Regions from separate parts of the Rattus norvegicus genome. Here all the other regions are linked to region 4. Evidence: chromatin contacts called from public Hi-C data. All regions are on one chromosome and are shown on one strand. The core of a region is the stretch at or near the end of the contact, and the rest is flanking DNA. Distances in the headings are between cores, read along the strand shown.

Region 1 (4,118 bases), core at 945-3,444, 72 kb before region 4:
GAATATACTTATATTTCCCTTTTGATATGTTCTAGTTTTATACAATTATCATACATGGTTTCCACAATTAAAGTTCTTAAAAAGATTTTGAGAATGCAGAGCAAGAATGGGACACCTATCACTTTATCAGCCTCCTCTGCAGATTGCCATTTATCTGAATAATAAAGGCTAATAAATGAAGTCTAAACTCGGGATAGCCTGGTCATCTCTGATGTTTTCAAAAGTTAAAAATATTCTAAAACCTGAAATGCTTCCAATGCCAACACAGAACCTTAAGTGGAAAATTCCACACTATTGAAACTTTGTTTCATACAGAAAAGTCTTCAAAATATTACATAAATTGACCTTCAGGTATGTATATGGTACCATAAAACAGAGATAAATTTTTCTTTACAGTTGGATCCTATCCTCAAGATAGCTCATTATGTAAATACCTCAAAACTAGGAAAAAAATATAGATATCTGTAATACTCCTGGGTCCCAGGCAGTCCACTGAAAGGGCATCACTGTGTAGCATTTCACTTAGAAATTCAAAACCCCAGTGTCTAGGAACACTTGAGGGCTGACAAACAAACAGAACGTTCCTAGAAACGCATTTTCTTGTTCTAGTCCATAAAGTTAGCAGGCAGAAATCCTATCCAAATGTCACTCTCACTGGTGTGCTGCACATCCATCCTTTAATTAACTGACCTCCTAGGAAGATCTAACTGCTTCACAGGATCCTCTAAGTTACTCTGTCCGGATGCTCTAAGCATCCTACAAAACAGAACACAGGGTAGAATCCACCCTGGGGGCCTTGATGACAACACTCACTCCAGACAGCCCATGTCCAGAGAGGTCAAAGGCTTTCCCTCTGCCAAACCTCGAGGAAGTGGTAAGTCCTGAAAACTCTGACCTCTCCACTCTGACCCTGCACAGACTCCTCCCCCACTGAGACACCTCACATGCACCTCAGAAGAAACATGTTAAATGTGGAACAGTAAAGTCAGAATGGACAGGAACGGGTTCAAATGAAGCCGAAATGCAGGCAGGAAGACAAAAGAGGTTTCAACTCCACAGCTCTGCCCACAATGCTCTCACAGAAGGAACAATGGCTATACTGTGCAGTGGTGGCAGGTGTCCTCAACAGACACTGCCCATCAAGCTGAGAGCTTTCTGGTCCTAGTGCTGGCTTCATTAATAACAGGACAATCCCTCCAGTTCAAAGCAAGGCTTTCAGCAGGATACAACTATGCCTGTACCACACCACCTGCCACCTGCGAGAGGCAGGAAAGACACATGCTCGCCTGTATTAAGAGTAAGTGACTCACTTGGTGGCGCACCTTTCCTCCCAGGTCTCTATGAGTTTGAAGCCAGCCTTGTTCACAAAGTGAGTTCCAGGACAGCCAGGGCTACACAGAGAAACCCTCTCAAACAAACAAACAAACAAACAAACAAACAAACAAAGAGTAAGTGATTTTGGTAACAAGTCGTAGGCGTATGCCTCTAAAATCATAGAAACATTAAGGAAAAGACATTGGCAATTTAGAAAAGAAAAACAAGACACAAAAACAAAAACAAAAAAAAAATGATCTGTGCGACTCAGAGAAGCAAGTACCTTCTTCCTGTCCTTCAGAGCCATTTCTTTGAAACAAAACCACTTCTGCTTCTGCTAAGCTGTCCGCTCGCTCGCAAGGCCCATCCGTGTGCATCAGATGCCTAAGATTCTCGTAGAGTATGGCTAGCTTGAAGGGCACAGGGAGACACAGCAAGGACCAATTCAACCGTTCCCTGAAAGTCCTTGGAGGGGGCCTTCCCAGCCCCTTCTCCTACCTCCTCCTCCTACTGTGTCATGGGGATAACAAAAGCCTCAGGTGTGAGGGAGCAGCAACAGGGATGCCCGGCTCAGTCACACCCAGAGAAGAGCACAAAGGCTCTGGCTGGTGCTGGATGACAATGAAAGGAGGAAAGCTTGTTTTCTACCCAAAACCACTGCTCTACTCACACCCCCACCATCCACACATGGCTGCACCCATGAGAGAACACAGCAGGGGCCATTAGCTGTTTCCCTCAGTCAGCGCCTCAGCTCTAATACTAAAGCCCAAAGTCCACACAAGCAAAAGGGCTGACATTCTTGCTGATGTTTTCCAAGGGCACCAGAGCTGTGTGATCACCATTGCTGTGTGACAAGTCATGATCTAGCAATGCCTTACAGTCATCTGTCAGAGAATGTCATGGTTCAAATTTAGCAGTCTGGTTAGAACGCTGACGTACCAACTGCAAAGTGGAGTTACCAAATTATCTCTCTCGGTAGATGCCCAAACAAAAACGAGAGTGACGTGAGATAAGGTGCCCTGAATGCCGGCATCTTGGCTATGTGCTGTTGGGGCTTGGGCTGCAGCTACATGGCTCTGACAAAATGTCCACCCAGGAATCTCTACCCTTTGGGGGCCTGAATGTTGGGCCAGCATTTTTCTCTTCCTCGTCTAGTATCCTGTGGAAGATTTCTGCTTCCTGGGCAAGATTCCAGAACCGTCAGCAGAACTCATTTATTACTGCTTAAATTTCTACCTCAAAATGACCAGGCATGCAAGACAAGAAAGAGCAGCTGGAGAATGGACCTCTCAGAGCCATTAGAGTGTGATTTGAAGAACTCAGATTGGAGGCTTGAGTGATGATGGCTCACTGGCTGAGCATGTCTGGCCACCTAAATTGAGATTCCCAGCACCCATGCTAAGGCTAGGCACGGCCATGTTTCATCTATGACCACAGTGCTGGGGGTGGGGGGCTGGAGGTGGACGGGGTGGGGGGAAGGGGGAGGGAGGAAGGGGAGAGGGACAAAAACAGGAGGAATGCCACCAGCCCAGCTCCAGGTTCAGCTAGAGAATGATACAGCAGGATGCTCAACCTCCTTCTCTGGCCACCGCACACATCAGTGGAGTGCACAGGCGTGTGTACATGCAAAACACACACCCACAATAAATAAATAATAAGTAAATAGAATAACGGGTTGTTGGTGCTGATTAATTTACATTTCAAATGAATGAAAAACAAACACAAGTTGTTTGAAAGGAACACTAGTTTAAATCCCTACCACCACCATGATGAAGTGTTCTCCTAGGCCCCTACCACAGGTAACCCAGAAGACTCCTGTAAATGATCCACACTGGCACCCAGGAGAGCATGTGATTGGTGATGATGATGTACCACTTGGAAGACACTGCATTACTAACTCTCTCTGCCATAGTTTGAAATAAAGAGGGTCTCGACTGGGGAAAGCAGAGAGAAATTTCTGCTAACCAATATTCAGAAGCTATTTGGGAAAGCGTATGGAAGTCACAATATTTAGAGCCTGTAGTTCTAGCTCCGCTACTTATGACCCAAGACCCTGTGAGAGAACTAACTTGGTTAATCCTTGGTTTCACGTTCATTGAACCAGGGTGATGGTATCAGCCAGGCTCTTAAAGGCACCAATTATTGGAACCAATTAAGACGGCATGGTAGAAACTGCAAAGCACCATGTCAATCAACAAACAGTTACCAAGAAGCTACAGTGCTGCCAGAGTCGGTGCTGTGCAGACACCGAGAAAAAGTCACACAGCCTCTTCCGAGGCAGAATACAACCTTCTCGGAAATGTGAGCTCACTTGTGCCATAGCTGACGCAGTGCAATAGTGCCATAGCTGACGCAGTGCAATAGTGCCATAGCTGACGCAGTGCAATAGTGCCATAGCTGACGCAGTGTACCTAACTGCTCTCTGATTAAACCTGAGACCCATACGAGGGAAGAGAAACCATGCCTAGTACTGTGAAGTGAGTCAAAAACTCACGGTGAGGAAAGTCACAGGCCCTGGTGGTTACCTTACCACTGCTTAGCTAAAGTGGCATAGTATCTCACTCTGCAAGTGACTGCAGACTCTGGCTACTCAAGGTGCTAAGAATATGTGACAACTGAACGATGAAATATACACAGGACACTTCTACCATCCCCTTAAAGGAAGGCTCAGGGAACACAGTAGAAGGTTGGGAAGAATGTGAGAGTCAGAAGAAAGAGAGAAAGATGCAAAATGCTACCTTCTGGGCATGCGACAGCCTTCCCAATCACAGACTCACAGCAACTGTTGTTACTTGCACTGGGCC
Region 2 (4,340 bases), core at 1,065-3,564, 130 kb before region 4:
TGAGCCACTCTAAAAGCATAACCAACCTAAGCAGCAGCAGGCTGACACCAGCAGGTAAAAGCAGGAAGAACTGGGGTGGGGAGCGGGGTTGACAGTGGCCTCCACATACACACTCCCACTTCAGGCTTTTCCCAGAAGGGTTAAGAATGGCACAGCAGCATGGCTTCTGTAATAAACGCTGGTAATGGGGAAGCAGGAATGTTCATTAGAAACTGAACACAACGAGAAACACCTTAAAGGGCAGATGTGCAGTCTCAGGCCGGTTGTGTGTTCTCAAAAGCCCTGGGGCTGTTTAAAGGGCTGCCTATTCTATGCTGAATGAGATCCAGGCCACCACTGGAATGACTGCTCATCACTGGGATCAGTCACCTCAGAGCTGATACCAAAGCCAGCAGATGCCACTGACCAGGCCGTTCAGTTCTGTATCCCTGGAGCACGGCAGACAATCGGCACACAATAAATGTGGGATAAATCAATAAACCAGTATATGAGTGAATAATTTGCCTGACCAAGAGGTAAGAAGGCCAATTAAAGGGTGAGAACAGAAACAGCCTGGCTGTCTTACCCCTCACTGACTCAAAGGGAAACTGTAAATCACATCCAACTACATTTATTTTACACAAAAGAGCTTTTATTAACTCGTAAATAAATAGCGACGGCCAGCCAGTCTCCGAAATTATGGAAAGATGCTCTTTAAATAGGAAACAAGTAGGTGCAAAGATTCTGAGCAAACAAAGGACCAGGACGTGGAGGCTGCATCAGTCTCCCTGCTTTGCTACCCTCCTGAAGGGCAGGATCATCATTCTAGCAGTATGGCGCCTCTCCTCCCAGATGTTCTTCCCCGGCAGCCTGCTTGGCTTTCACCCGTGGGGACCACAGACAGGAAGTGAGGAGAGCCTCACGACCTTGAGAATTATGAAAATTCACCCCAGGTGCAGGCTGTGTTTCTGTCCTGATGTGTATGCGACGCTACTACGATTTCCCTTTTAATCAAAAGGCCCGAGGTATTGCAGATCCTACAGAGCACACCTCACACATCACACAGGACACTGTAGTATCTGTCTGGAAAGGACCTCAGTAGCTGAGCCTATAAAGCTGAGGGGTGAGTTCCTAGCCTGCACTATGCGACAGGAGTTCATTTTTGTGTTTGTGTTGTTGTTGTTTTCTTCGACTGTGAGAAAGTAGCTTGATCCTTCCAGTCTGTTCTACCATGTTGGTAACAACACACACACACACACACACACACACACACACACACACACACACACATCTCCAATGCCCAGGTGTAGAGCACCTTGCATACACCTGGCTTGCCCTGGGCCACAGAGCACACTGGCAGCACAGAAATGAACCTCTGAGCCAGCCATTCCCCGTTCCTGCTCTCAAGAAGGCAAGGGAGCAGGATAAACACACTCCTCACTTGGATGCAGGCCAGGGGATGAAAGGAATCTATCGGCCAGTCCAAAGTGGTTAGTGTGCAGCTTTTTAATTACTGTATTTACAATACTACCCATAACATATTCCCCACCACAAATGTTCCAGCAGGTCATTAATCCTTGACAAATACATTAATGTTCCTCCCCCCCATACCCCTGCAAATTCTTGTTGTGCTGACAGGGAACAAAAATGCTAAGAATTCTCTTCAAAGTAAATACTTTATGTCAACAGCCCTAGCTGCCACTGGTCCTCCGTTAACTATTTCAAGATAGTATTCCAGTGTAAGTATTGGGCGCTACTGACCTTAAAGATGAATTTGCAAACAAAATTTGTAGAACTAGCTTTGCCTGATACAACATTTTTGTCAGAGGAACAGTGGTGTGAACTCCCAAGAAGGTGGCTTGCGCTCTTCAAAGATAACATATTCTGTGACTCATTAACTCACAAAACACCACTGCCAGGTGGAATGCTAAGACTTCTGCTTTTTAAAAAACCTCAAGAATTAGTCACTGAGAATGGTCAAGATTTTCACAATAATTGAAGGATTACCTGTCTCAGCACTAAATGGGTTTAATTTCAACCACAGGCCATTAATGTTTCTCTCAGAGAATTCAAGGTATGATTAATCATTGTTTGGGAGCTCACGATCATCGGTGACACCACGAATTATTTTGCTGTGTTGGAACATAAGCACAGGCACTCCGAGGAAAAGGAACAAGTCTGCGGTGAGCAGGCAGGAGCTGTGAGCCATGAAACACACAGGACAAACTGACAGAACGCCTGCTGAAGCTCCATTAGCAGCTATAACTGAACTACACAGAATCAGAGATGACGGCAAGTTATCGATCCAGGCCTGGAGCCAAGAGCACAGACAGACAGACTAATTTCACGTGTGAGCTGCTGGGACCTGGGCTGGGTGACCTGGCAAGATTCTCAGAACCTATAGGGGTGCACAGAGCTCTTGTCCTCAGGCTCGAGGTCTGTCTGCCTGTCTCCCCTTTTCCTCAACTCAGCAATGGTTTTAAAAACCAAAGTACTGGAGTATAAGAAAACAAAGATTAACATACCAGGCTACAAACAAGGTCTGAAGTGTGCTAGGCTGACTGAACACACAGGTTGTTGAGATGCCTTCTTTGTTTATTTATTAGCTCTTAGAAAATTCCAGTATTAGTTCTTAAGCTTTTGAAGTCACATAGTACAAATATAGGCAAGTCTAACACAGACCCTTTGATGTTGCTTGGTAAGTGACCCCTGTTCTTCCACAAGACTTCTTGAGAAATTTAGCAAGCGAAAATCTCCAAAATCAAAAGAAATAGTGGTTCTCCTGGGAGCTGTCTCTGGGAGTGCAGGAATGGTCTAGAAACCTGGAGAAGGGAAGGCTTTGTCTCTGTTTCAGTAGGACCTTGGGGAAAGGGGGTGTCAATTTGTCTGAGAAAAAGACAAAAGGCTCTAGAGAGAGAAAAACATGAATGAAACTTTTAAGTAGAAACAGAGTATATAAACCACCATGATACAGGCTTGGGTGATTTCCACTACCCTATCAAGGTTCTTTCTAAAAAACATTTATAATAATGATTATAATAATAGTATATGAGACAGGGTCTCATGTAGTCTAGGCTGGCCTGAGTCAAATATTTTTTTGATAATCATTGCTTCTTGGCTAATAAATGAAATGTCCTTATTGAAGAAGAAATACAAATATTATATTACTTCCAGATTTGAGTTTTTATTCTCTATTGTGTTTCCTGGTTGTGTTTCTTCTTTAGCATCTAGCTGAACCTCTTTCTTCTTTCTTTATACACTCTTCATGGGCTTTTCCTCTTGGTAAGCAGACTCCTTGCAGTAACTATTACAGAACATGTCTGCTACCTAGCAGTGTGAGAAACCTCATTATATACCTTATGCAGAGGGCACAGGGTTCTCATGCTCATATATGGCACTAGATAAATCAGGGTCATTAAACTCACAGGCTTTTCTTTTCTTCTGTTTCCACCCAGAAGGTTGGGAGTGAATGCAGTTAATAACTTGGTGATCTTTCGCTATTGGTAGAGCCGTGCTTCACCTGGACTCCTGAGCTTTGTTTCTCAGTCAAGAGAACCCACTTTTATGTAAGAGGTCATGCTTTTCAAAATGTAGTCACACCTTAACAGTTGTCATAAGGAAACTTTTTTCCAAAGTCGTACTGTGCTTAAATGTCAAAAATAAACAGCTTGGATCAGACTCTAAAGTGTAACCAGCACTGGCTAAGCCATGTTGAACCTGATTTCCTTCTTGCCTCTCAAGGATTGCTCCTCTGCCAATAGCAAGGCTTTATTGTTTTGTGTTATGTTGTTTGTTTTGTTTGGGGGAGTCATGTCTTAGTTAGGGTCTCATTGCTGTTGGGAGCTAGCTTACGGTTTTAGAGGTTTATTCCACTGTCGCCATGGCAGAAAGTACGGCAGCATCCAGGCAGACATGGTGCTGGAGAAGGAGCTGAGAGTTCTACATCTTGACCCGAAGGTCAAAGGAAGAGACTGTGAGTCATATCTTGTAATCGGAGACCTCAAAGCTCAACTCCACGGTGATAGTCTTCCTCCAACAAGGCCATACCTACTATGATAAGGCCACGCCTCTTAATAGCGCCATTGCCTAGGGCCAAGCACTCAAAACCATGAGTCTATGGGGACCATTCCTATTCAGACCACCACAGAGGCATATCTTATTTTTCTTAAAGAATTCTTTTTCTCTTTATTTGCTTTTACTTCTGTTGTTTTGTAAAACAAACAAACAAACAAACAAAAAACCACCCAAAAATCCCAAATGTTTACCAACAAAGACTCGGAAGGCAGATGCTGGCGTGAAAGAAAGCAAGCTAGTTCACAGGGGCAGAGGAAACACTCAGCTGACCTTCCTACTTCACTGAC
Region 3 (4,507 bases), core at 1,119-3,618, 97 kb before region 4:
CAAGAAAAAAAAATGGCAGGTGAAAATCAGTCAGCGAATACCTCAGCTTAGATGCACACATGATGAAGAGTTGGCATACCGTAAGATCCTAACAATTCTGCATCCTGTACGCTTTTTGGTGGTGAACCCTGTACATACATGGATACTTCCAATAAACCTTCCAAAGGGTCCTATCCTACATTGACTGGACACATCTAGCCATGGAAGGCACGTGACTTCACTCTGTGCCCACCCTGGGACGAACAGGGAGTAAGGGTGAGCACCCATGAAACACCTGGTGTAAGCAAACGCACGCACCCAAGTTCCACAGCTTTGAGTAGTTATTTAGAACTCAGCATACCTGAAACAGAATTGATCCCACCAGACAAGATGCCCGTTTCCCTCTCTCCCTAGCCTATCTGAGGTCAAAACTGCAGCCCCTTCCCCCATTCTCTTCCCAGTGGTCCATCTCGTCAACCCCCTCTGCACATAGGCTATTCAGCCTTGAATATCCCAGGTCATCTTCCTCAGTGTCTTCCCACCTTTGGCACCTCTGACCACACAGCAGTGACTGCAAACTCCCTAAAACCTAAACGTGTTTGCTATGCTGTCTCACTTTAAAAAGAAAAGCACCCTAATTCTGTAAAATAATTTTTATCATTTTCTACCTATCCCTGAAGAGAGAGATGAGCAGTCATAACATGGAAATAAGCTTGTCCAAGGACACGGAATTATGGGGCTGATACTCAGCCCATGCTCGTCTGCTTATATCCTCACACTGACATGACACGTGCTGTACTATTTGTACTTTAGTACAGTTGTCTGTCCTTAAACTCAGCACAGGTCTTCAAAAAGCCAAAGGGGAAGGAACGCATCTTGCCCATCCTTGTGCGCTCTCAGGACCTAGCAGCAGTGATAACTCATGCTCACTGACTTCTGCTTTGAGGTGCTACCCAGAAACCATCTTTCTTTCTGCTCTTCATCCCCACACAGCCAAAAGTCTCCTCTTGGCCCGTCACACATTTCTACAGCAGCACACGCTGAGTGGCAGCCCCTGCCTGCGGAGCACATAGAAGGCACTTTAAAATGTTTACTGAATGAAATGATTGCCTGTGAGACAGCCAGGTCTCTCTCTAAAGCAACTTGTTTGTTTGTTTTAATGATTTCATTTTTATCCTTATCGCATATCGAGGGCTAACTCAAGAAACAGTGACAGAGAACATGAAGACCTGAGCACAGAATTGGCTGTTGGGGTCTCTGTTTACCCGCTTCCCTGGGTGAGGAATTCTAGAGCAGCAACCCCAAATTTTAGTGCACATGTAAGCACACTCCAGTGGTTAGGATTCAGAGTGTCTGCAGTGGAATCCAAGTCTGCATTTCTTTCTGTTTGTTTGTTTTTTATTTTATTTTATTGGTTTCTTTGAACACTGCATTTCTAACAACCTCCCAGGAGGTGCTAATGTGCTAAATGCTATTGAGCATGATCTGGAGTCTAAGAAGGCAAGGTACAGATTAAAAAATGTTAATGTTATTGTCTCGATTTCTTCTCCTGCTCCTCTAGAATTTTCAAGTAACTCTGTGACGACTTGTGCTACAGGAAATAAAATATTTAAATGCTAAATATGCACATGCAAAAAACAAAAACAAAACAAAACAAAACAGTTGTATGTTTGGACATTTCCATCCAGTAAGGCGACCTCTTTATTTAAGGATGTTAAAAAGACTAAAGAGACAACATTGATATATTTAGCAATTCCCCTCTCTTCTCATTTGAAGCAGAGTAAAAGAAAACAGTAGTTATCCTCAACCTACAGAGTTACAATGCACAAGCGCTGCTTGTCTCAGGTTCCCTGGGAAGAGAGAGAGAATATGAGAATCGGCTGGGTTGGAATACAATAAGAAGAGGCAATTCAAAATAAGGACAGAAGAGAAAGCAACCAGGTGCTGTGCTGAACCTCTTCCAACTGGGTCACAGAACCAGGTGGAAGTAGAAACAAAGTGTCCTTCTCAGGGCAGAGGTGCAGGGGAGCTGAGTCCGCAACAGGACTCCATGGGATAAATTAAGGAAGAGTTCGCTGCACATCTGCTAGTAAGTAAGGGAGAACTGCTCCTGAGAGTGCCACCCCCTTCAGTAGCACGACCAAAGCGTTTCACAGGGAAATGTCCCAAAGTGTGCTGCTCCTCTTCTGGGGCTCCAGCAGGTGCTGCCTTACACTTCCTGAGCTGTAGAAGGTGCAGCCTTGGGTGGCAGGCATTTCCCCTCAGTGATTCCAGACACTTGCAAGACTTCGGGTAGCTATGGTCCAGCAAGAGCTACAGTGGGGAGGAAGCCCTAGCCGCTCACAGTACACCCGGAGTCTCCGGATGAAAAGCAAAGCTAGAGTTGCCTCTTCACTCTGTCCACTCCAGGTAGGGTGTCCCCCAGGCTCTGTGTATTCAAACCGGGACTCCACCCACACTCCTCTTTTTATGGTTTTCTTATGCTTGTTTTCTTTTCTTTTTTCTTTTCTTTCTTTTTTTTTTTTTTTTTTTTGGCCTTAAAGGAAAATTGTGAAACTCACTGTGAAATTCCACCCTAAGGACTAAAACCAAGACTCTTACATAAGGCTTGCAGATGCAATGAAGCCACAAATCATTTCTGTGGTGTCTACTCAGTGCTATTCAGGATGTGGTTTCATATCTGGGAGGCTGAGACCCAGGAGACGATGTGGGCTCAACAGAAAACAATGCGTCACTGTATACTGAATTCTGAGTCTAGCTTAGAGTTATCTAAAATAAGGAAGCAGTTACAGAGCTGGGCAAATGTGACCACTTGATATTTTAAAACCAGCTTCAGTCATCACCATGAGAGAGAAAGTCAGGATTCATTTGTACTTCATCTACGTACTTTACTAAAATGTGAAGTGTTTTGTTTTGTTTTTTTTATTTTTAGTCACATTGGCAATAGACAGGGGTGATGCAGGGGACCTGCAACAACTTCCCATGCTCCGGAGTCTCAGGCTATCTCACCTGCAAGTTAAAGAGACTTCAGTGCTGAGGAGTAAGCACAGTGAGAGACACGGTCCTCTGCCGTAATTCTAATTGATAATTAACTCAAGACATTAAAGGAGATCATATTTGGTAACTTTCACTATGGGCGAATACTAAGTACGTTTAGGAACCAGCATTAATTTTGTTGGAAATGATGTTTCTAAATAATGCTGGTTCCCTATTCTGGATATGTGGTTTTGTTGTGGATCTATAATTTGCTTCAAAATACCTCATCAAAACCATAATAATGTATGTATGTATGTATGTATGTATGTATGTATGTATGCACACACATGTGTATATATGTATGTATGTGTATGCAGATAAGTATGTATGCATGCATGCACATGTGTATATATGTATGTATATGCAGATAAGTATGTATGCATGCATGCACATGTGTATATATGTATGTATGTGTATGCAGATATGTATGTATGCATGTATGTATGTATGTATGTATGTATATTTACTGAGCTCACATGAATAGGAAAGAATACTAATAATAATGGAAATAATATTAGGTTACCTAGGGAAACTTCCTTCCTTTTCCTATGTCAGCTGTGTGTCAAGCAAGAGTTATTCCATGTTCTGAGAGAAAGCAGAAGTGAAACAGGGCAGATCTGACTTGCAGTCAAAACTAGAGACATGTGAACAAACCAGGCACTGCTAACAGTGTGTCCTTTGTGTCAGCCCACAGATTCCTAGCACGTGTGCCACTGTACCGTAAGATGTTAATAACAGGGAAACGAGGCGGAGTGGTACACAGGAACTCTGCACGGCCCCTCCTTTCCATAAGCCTAAAGCTCCACTTCCAAAAGACTGAAAAGAACGAGTGCCCATCTGTTTGTGGGCTCGTTTTGCTTTTGCTCGTGCAGCTAAAACCCAATAGGGAAGATGCCAATAAAGATGAGGAGGGCTGGCGGGTGATGGCCTCCATCCCTCCTTGTTTGTCAAGCAGCAGCTGTTCTGTGATGGGAGGAGGTTCGGGCTAGCCTTGGGCTAGCCTTCAACTCCAGATCTCCGGCCTGGGCCTCTCAGGTGCTGGGGCTAGAGACATGTACCACCACACCCAGTGAGGTCAATACTCTTGATACTGTCATAAATTCTCTCTTAAAACTAACTGCATAACGGCCAGTCAGCTTTCACAAATGGTCTGGGCGAGAACACAGGAACGGGGTGTATCTGGGGAACATGCTTCACCTAGGATCTTAAGTGGATCTTAAGCTTCCTTTATAACCCTCCCCTCCCAGAACCTGATGACACTTCAGACTTTGAGCTCTCCGGCTGATTTCACTCAGGTCCTGATCTCCTCCTCTACAACAACTGTCAGAAAGACTGTAGGACAGTCTAACAACAAAACCAGACAGACAATCCCAAGTCCCCAGTTCTATAATCTCAAGCCTAGAACTTCAAGAATCTGGATGTTACTATATCCCAGAAACTGTCAGATTCCTCCCTAATGACCGCAACTCCCTGGGGCTGAGAGGTGGCTGGG
Region 4 (4,091 bases), core at 267-2,766:
CTGTTCCTAAGTTCATAAAGAAATGCCCCCCTCAAGAGCCCTGTTTTCATAAGGTCAGCCACAAGGATTCAGGTACTACTACCATGGCCCTTTCTGTAATATCATGATGAGAAAGAAAATAAGATTTAAGGTACCAAATCCTAAAACAACAGATAAGCGGTCATAATTTATTCTTAAATTGGTAAAATGATAAAACAAATAACAAAAAGGGCCAGCCTCACCAAGTTTCTTATTTCTTGATATCAAATGATATTGCTGTTATCATTTTATGATGCCCCTTTATGACTTTCATTTAAGACACCGGGCACAAGGCAAAGCCAGTGACAGGACTTTTTAAAACTGCCCCCTCTAAGAGCTCATTGGGTTTTAGACACTGACCTAATTCTCTCTATGTGAACCCTCTCCAGCCATCCACTCCATCCGCAAGCGATCGGGACAGTCGTGGCTGTGCAGAATCTTGCTACAGAACGGTTCCAATTTTCCATCTGATTTATCCAGCTTTTTTCTTTAAGTCCCACACTCCCTTGGCCTTTTGAGCTTGACCTCCTGTTTTCAGACCTCTTCATCAATGGAGAGACCACCTATCATTGTTTCTACGGGACTCCGCATCCCTCCCTCCGCCCAGCTAGTTTTCGTCGCACAAATGTCATTTCTGGCGTCTGAGCCACCATTCCTCCCAGCGGGCAGCAGTGGGGCGTTCGGGATCCCGATGACCGGCTTCCCTGATCGGGCCCTCAGTACACAGCCATTTTCTAGTTAAAACGCTCTCAACGTTGCAGAGGGTACAACTTTGCCCCCTCCTCCTCTCTGGGTAGCTGGGCTCTCTGCACCCCAGGAGACGCTGGATAGGTTTCAGAGTCTCCAGCAAGAGCGCGCCGCCGGGCGGGCAGGCCGGCCCCAGGGCAAGGGGGCGTGCGCTACCGGTCGCCCGCGCCCACCCGCACTTTGCCCTCCGCAGTCTCCGCCCGGGCATAGCCCCGTGTCCTCGCCCGGCCCTGCCGAGCCCAAGCTCCGGGTGGGAGTGAGGGAGTAATGGGAGTGACCGGGCGAGCCCGCAGCCAGAGCACCGGCCCTGCGGCGTGGGGCGAGCGGGACTCCGCAGCAGGCGCCCGCTGCAGATGCGGCGGCAGCTGCTGCAGCTGCGGCTGCGGCTGAGCGACCGGCGGTGACCGCCAGAAACCGAGCAGCAGCCGCGAGGGCACAAGCAGCCAGGCTCGCCGGCTGCCCTGCTCCGGCGGCGCACTCCGGGTCATTCCTCAGATTCCCGGGCTGAAGGCATGGAAGGAAGCGGGGCTCACCAGCGCTGCGCGGCGATCGATCGGCTCTGAACCCGGGTCCTAGGTTTCGCAGCCCGCTGAGCGCCCGGATCAGCTGCGGGCTGCAGCACGCGAGCTTCCTACTTAGAGCAGCACTGGCTCCGGCGACTGAGCATGCCCAGTGCGGCTCCGCGAGGCCCGCGCAGGGAGCAGCGGCGGCGAGATTCCACTTCTCCAGGCTTTGGCGGCGGCTGCGCGAGGAAAGGCTTGGAGGGGCCTGGCGAAGCCGGGCGAACCCAGCAAGGCGGGGCCGGGGGCGGAGGCCGCGGCGGAAGGGGGCGGGCCGCGCTCCCAGGGCGACCCCTGCAGGTGGAGGCGGCCCGGCTTTGGCACAACAGAGAGGCAGGGGGCGCCAGGGTGACACCCAGAGGCTGGGGGTGCGGGACAGCCCGGGTATCCCCTCCAGGTGGCCTAGCGTCTGTCTGCACCAAAAGGCAGTTTGGGGAACTCTTCAGTCACACGTCTGCGTTCCTTTAGAATGGAAAATTATCACAAGATGAAGCTGCCTACAGCCTTCCTGGCTAACTGGACGTTAAAAGGTGAAACTTCTGCCTTCTGCCTCCTCATCCCCAACGCCCAGACATATGCCACACACGAACATTCCTGCACTGGAAAATCACAGCGAGATAACGCCAAGCAAGAAATACATCTGCGAAAAGGAAAAACATAATCTACTTGCTACCTGTTTGTTAGCCAGGAAGTAGTGGATTTATTGAAGGCACCTGGAGGGCCTTAACTGTTTCTTCACCAAGCCAGAGGGAGTTAAACTGATGCCTAGGTCACACTCAACTGAGAAAGGTTGCTGAAGTAGCATGCTAGGTCCCTTTCCCCGGGCCAAATGAGTGGTTGTGCTGTATTGCACAAGCTCCTGTAAGTAACAAATTCCCAGGTGCTGATGTGGCTGCCATCTGAGGACTAGTCATGAGGACTCTAATGTCTAATACAGAGACAATGCTACCTACTACCTCCTTTAAAAAGGTAATTCTGAAAATAACTGTAACTACTAAGTAATGACCCTTTTCCAACGCACTCCTCCCTCAGATAATAAACTCAGATTCATCCTCCCTAGTGGAGATGGGCATGAGTTTATTGAGGCTCCACAAGTTCCCCTTACTAGACCTGGGAGTACAAGCAAATTTAAAATCCCAGTCCCTGCCTTCATGGTGTTTACGGTCCAGCAATGACTGACATGCACTGAATAGTTTCTATAAAATGCCATCTTCACCATCTCCATACACAAGGTGTTGACATGTAAAAGAGATGGGTTGTTGGGAATGGGCAGAACGCCATGTGTTGGAGGAATCTTTTATCCTATAGCCTTTTCTATGATCAATATTTCCCTCAGACTCTGCAGAAGGCCAACAGTACTACTACAGAAAATTTTCCATAAATCTATGCAAGTTCATTCTTGGAACTGAGCCTCTGCATCCCAAGACTTAACGAGCTGTGAACCGTCGACAGTCAAAAACCAGGGAAAAAATATTGAGGGGAAAAAACTGTAGAGGGCCTTGAGACACCGGCTACTGTGTCCTTCACGCCCACACAGAGGAGGAAATGAATCCAAGCCCACCCTGCATGTCTTTCATTGCAGTGATCTCAGCAGGCTACTACACCAAGTCCCCTTCCACCTTGATCTCCTTGCCCGCCAACGTCCAGAGCCTACCCTATCACCCGATTCTCCCGGGCTCCCGGGTCGAACCGCGCCTGCCCCCTCCAGGCGGTCTCCTTAGATACGCAGGAAAACCCGTGCTGGAGTCCGCTGTGGCGGCGGGGCGGGGCGCGCAGGCGCGGTGGGCTCCAGGTTGGGCGGAGGCGGCGCCCTGCTCCACACCTGATGCAATCACCCTTCCGGAAAGCCCCAGGGTCTCCAGGATCACCGCCGAAACGCTTCCGCGCCTGCTCCCGCTTCGGCCTCCCAGCCGGGTCGCCTGCTTCGTAGGCTCTTGCCCCTAGCGGCCTGCAGGAGGAGTCGGGAAGTCACCTCCCAGCCTTCTGAATACTTGGATGTCCCTATAGTGAGGGGCCGGCTACGGAGCATCCTGCAGCTGCTGGAGGAAATTCCCGTAGTTATTTCCAGGGAGGACTGGCAGAACTGGAACGCTGGCTTTGAACTCTCCTTTGCTTCCTTCCTGCACCCTACCCACAATTTCTTCTCTCTTCCTGAAAGGGACGTTTAAGGTGGAATGGATTGCCAGGTGCCCTGGCCAGCTAAGTAGGCAACCTCACCTTAGCTGGGCTGGAGAAAGCCTGCCAGTGCACACTCATGTTATAAATAAGTAATTGGCTTCCCTGTACCTCATCGTTTAAGATCACAAAGAAAATCATTTCTCATTTTACCACCTCATGCAATTTTGATGGCTATTGTGAGTGGGTTTTCCCCTTAGTGCTGACGCACACATGAACTGTTTTCTTCAGAAATGAACTATTCCAAGAGTATCCTGAGCACTAGTTTTTGTTAAGTATGAAGTCAACACTGGGTACAACACATTAAAAATTACCTCCTGTCAATTCCCATGAGGTCAAAAGTCCTACTAGGTGGAAGTGTGAGTGTTTCGAGGAATTTTAGTGGAAAGAACACTTACAAGAACGTTGTAAAACCAACGCTACACCAAGTCTTTAGATTCCATGAGTATTTACTTCTTCATACCCCAGAGGTGTCAATGGCTTCCTTAAAGAAGACAATCGGTCTACTGTCATATCACCGGCCAGCATTCCCACAGCACCACGGAGGCTGAGGCAGGAAGACCGTGAATTCAAGACTAGCCTGGACTTCAC

Evidence for each region. Hi-C and Micro-C count contacts between places; a contact is called where the count stands out from the background.
Region 1: a contact with region 4 is called in a Hi-C map of the A7r5 cell line, with 3 times the contacts expected there. The contact joins the enhancer-like site here to the promoter of Apbb2 in region 4. A contact is called at or near these places in 6 of 12 Hi-C or Micro-C datasets (the A7r5 cell line, Schwann cells, kidney and 3 more) and 1 of 1 datasets of contacts at active chromatin or transcription factors (oligodendrocytes).
Region 2: a contact with region 4 is called in a Hi-C map of liver, with 3 times the contacts expected there. The contact joins the enhancer-like site here to the promoter of Apbb2 in region 4. A contact is called at or near these places in 2 of 12 Hi-C or Micro-C datasets (kidney and liver).
Region 3: a Hi-C map of Schwann cells shows a contact between it and region 4, with 3 times the contacts expected there. The contact joins the enhancer-like site here to the promoter of Apbb2 in region 4. A contact is called at or near these places in 5 of 12 Hi-C or Micro-C datasets (Schwann cells, frontal cortex, liver and 2 more) and 1 of 1 datasets of contacts at active chromatin or transcription factors (oligodendrocytes).

Annotation. Positions count from the first base shown.
Region 1 is chr14:41,981,732-41,985,849 of GRCr8, reverse strand. The region is part of intron 1 of Apbb2 (amyloid beta precursor protein binding family B member 2); the gene reads right to left. Among named protein-coding and RNA genes, the nearest start is that of Apbb2, 72 kb to the right of the region's middle. Within about 2 kb of position 2,194, at least 21 of the 93 cell types and tissues checked have an H3K27ac peak or open chromatin away from gene starts, as enhancers often do. A contact at or near this core is called in the A7r5 cell line and kidney, where this site is marked.
Region 2 is chr14:42,035,250-42,039,589 of GRCr8, reverse strand. The region is part of intron 2 of Apbb2 (amyloid beta precursor protein binding family B member 2); the gene reads right to left. Among named protein-coding and RNA genes, the nearest start is that of Apbb2, 130 kb to the right of the region's middle. Within about 2 kb of position 2,314, at least 12 of the 93 cell types and tissues checked have an H3K27ac peak or open chromatin away from gene starts, as enhancers often do. A contact at or near this core is called in kidney and liver, where this site is marked.
Region 3 is chr14:42,006,497-42,011,003 of GRCr8, reverse strand. The region is part of intron 2 of Apbb2 (amyloid beta precursor protein binding family B member 2); the gene reads right to left. Among named protein-coding and RNA genes, the nearest start is that of Apbb2, 97 kb to the right of the region's middle. Within about 2 kb of position 2,368, at least 39 of the 93 cell types and tissues checked have an H3K27ac peak or open chromatin away from gene starts, as enhancers often do. A contact at or near this core is called in Schwann cells and prefrontal cortex, where this site is marked.
Region 4 is chr14:41,909,212-41,913,302 of GRCr8, reverse strand. It overlaps Apbb2 (amyloid beta precursor protein binding family B member 2), which reads right to left and starts at 1,516. Exons shown (of 17, transcript NM_001427465.1): 1 at 1,299-1,516.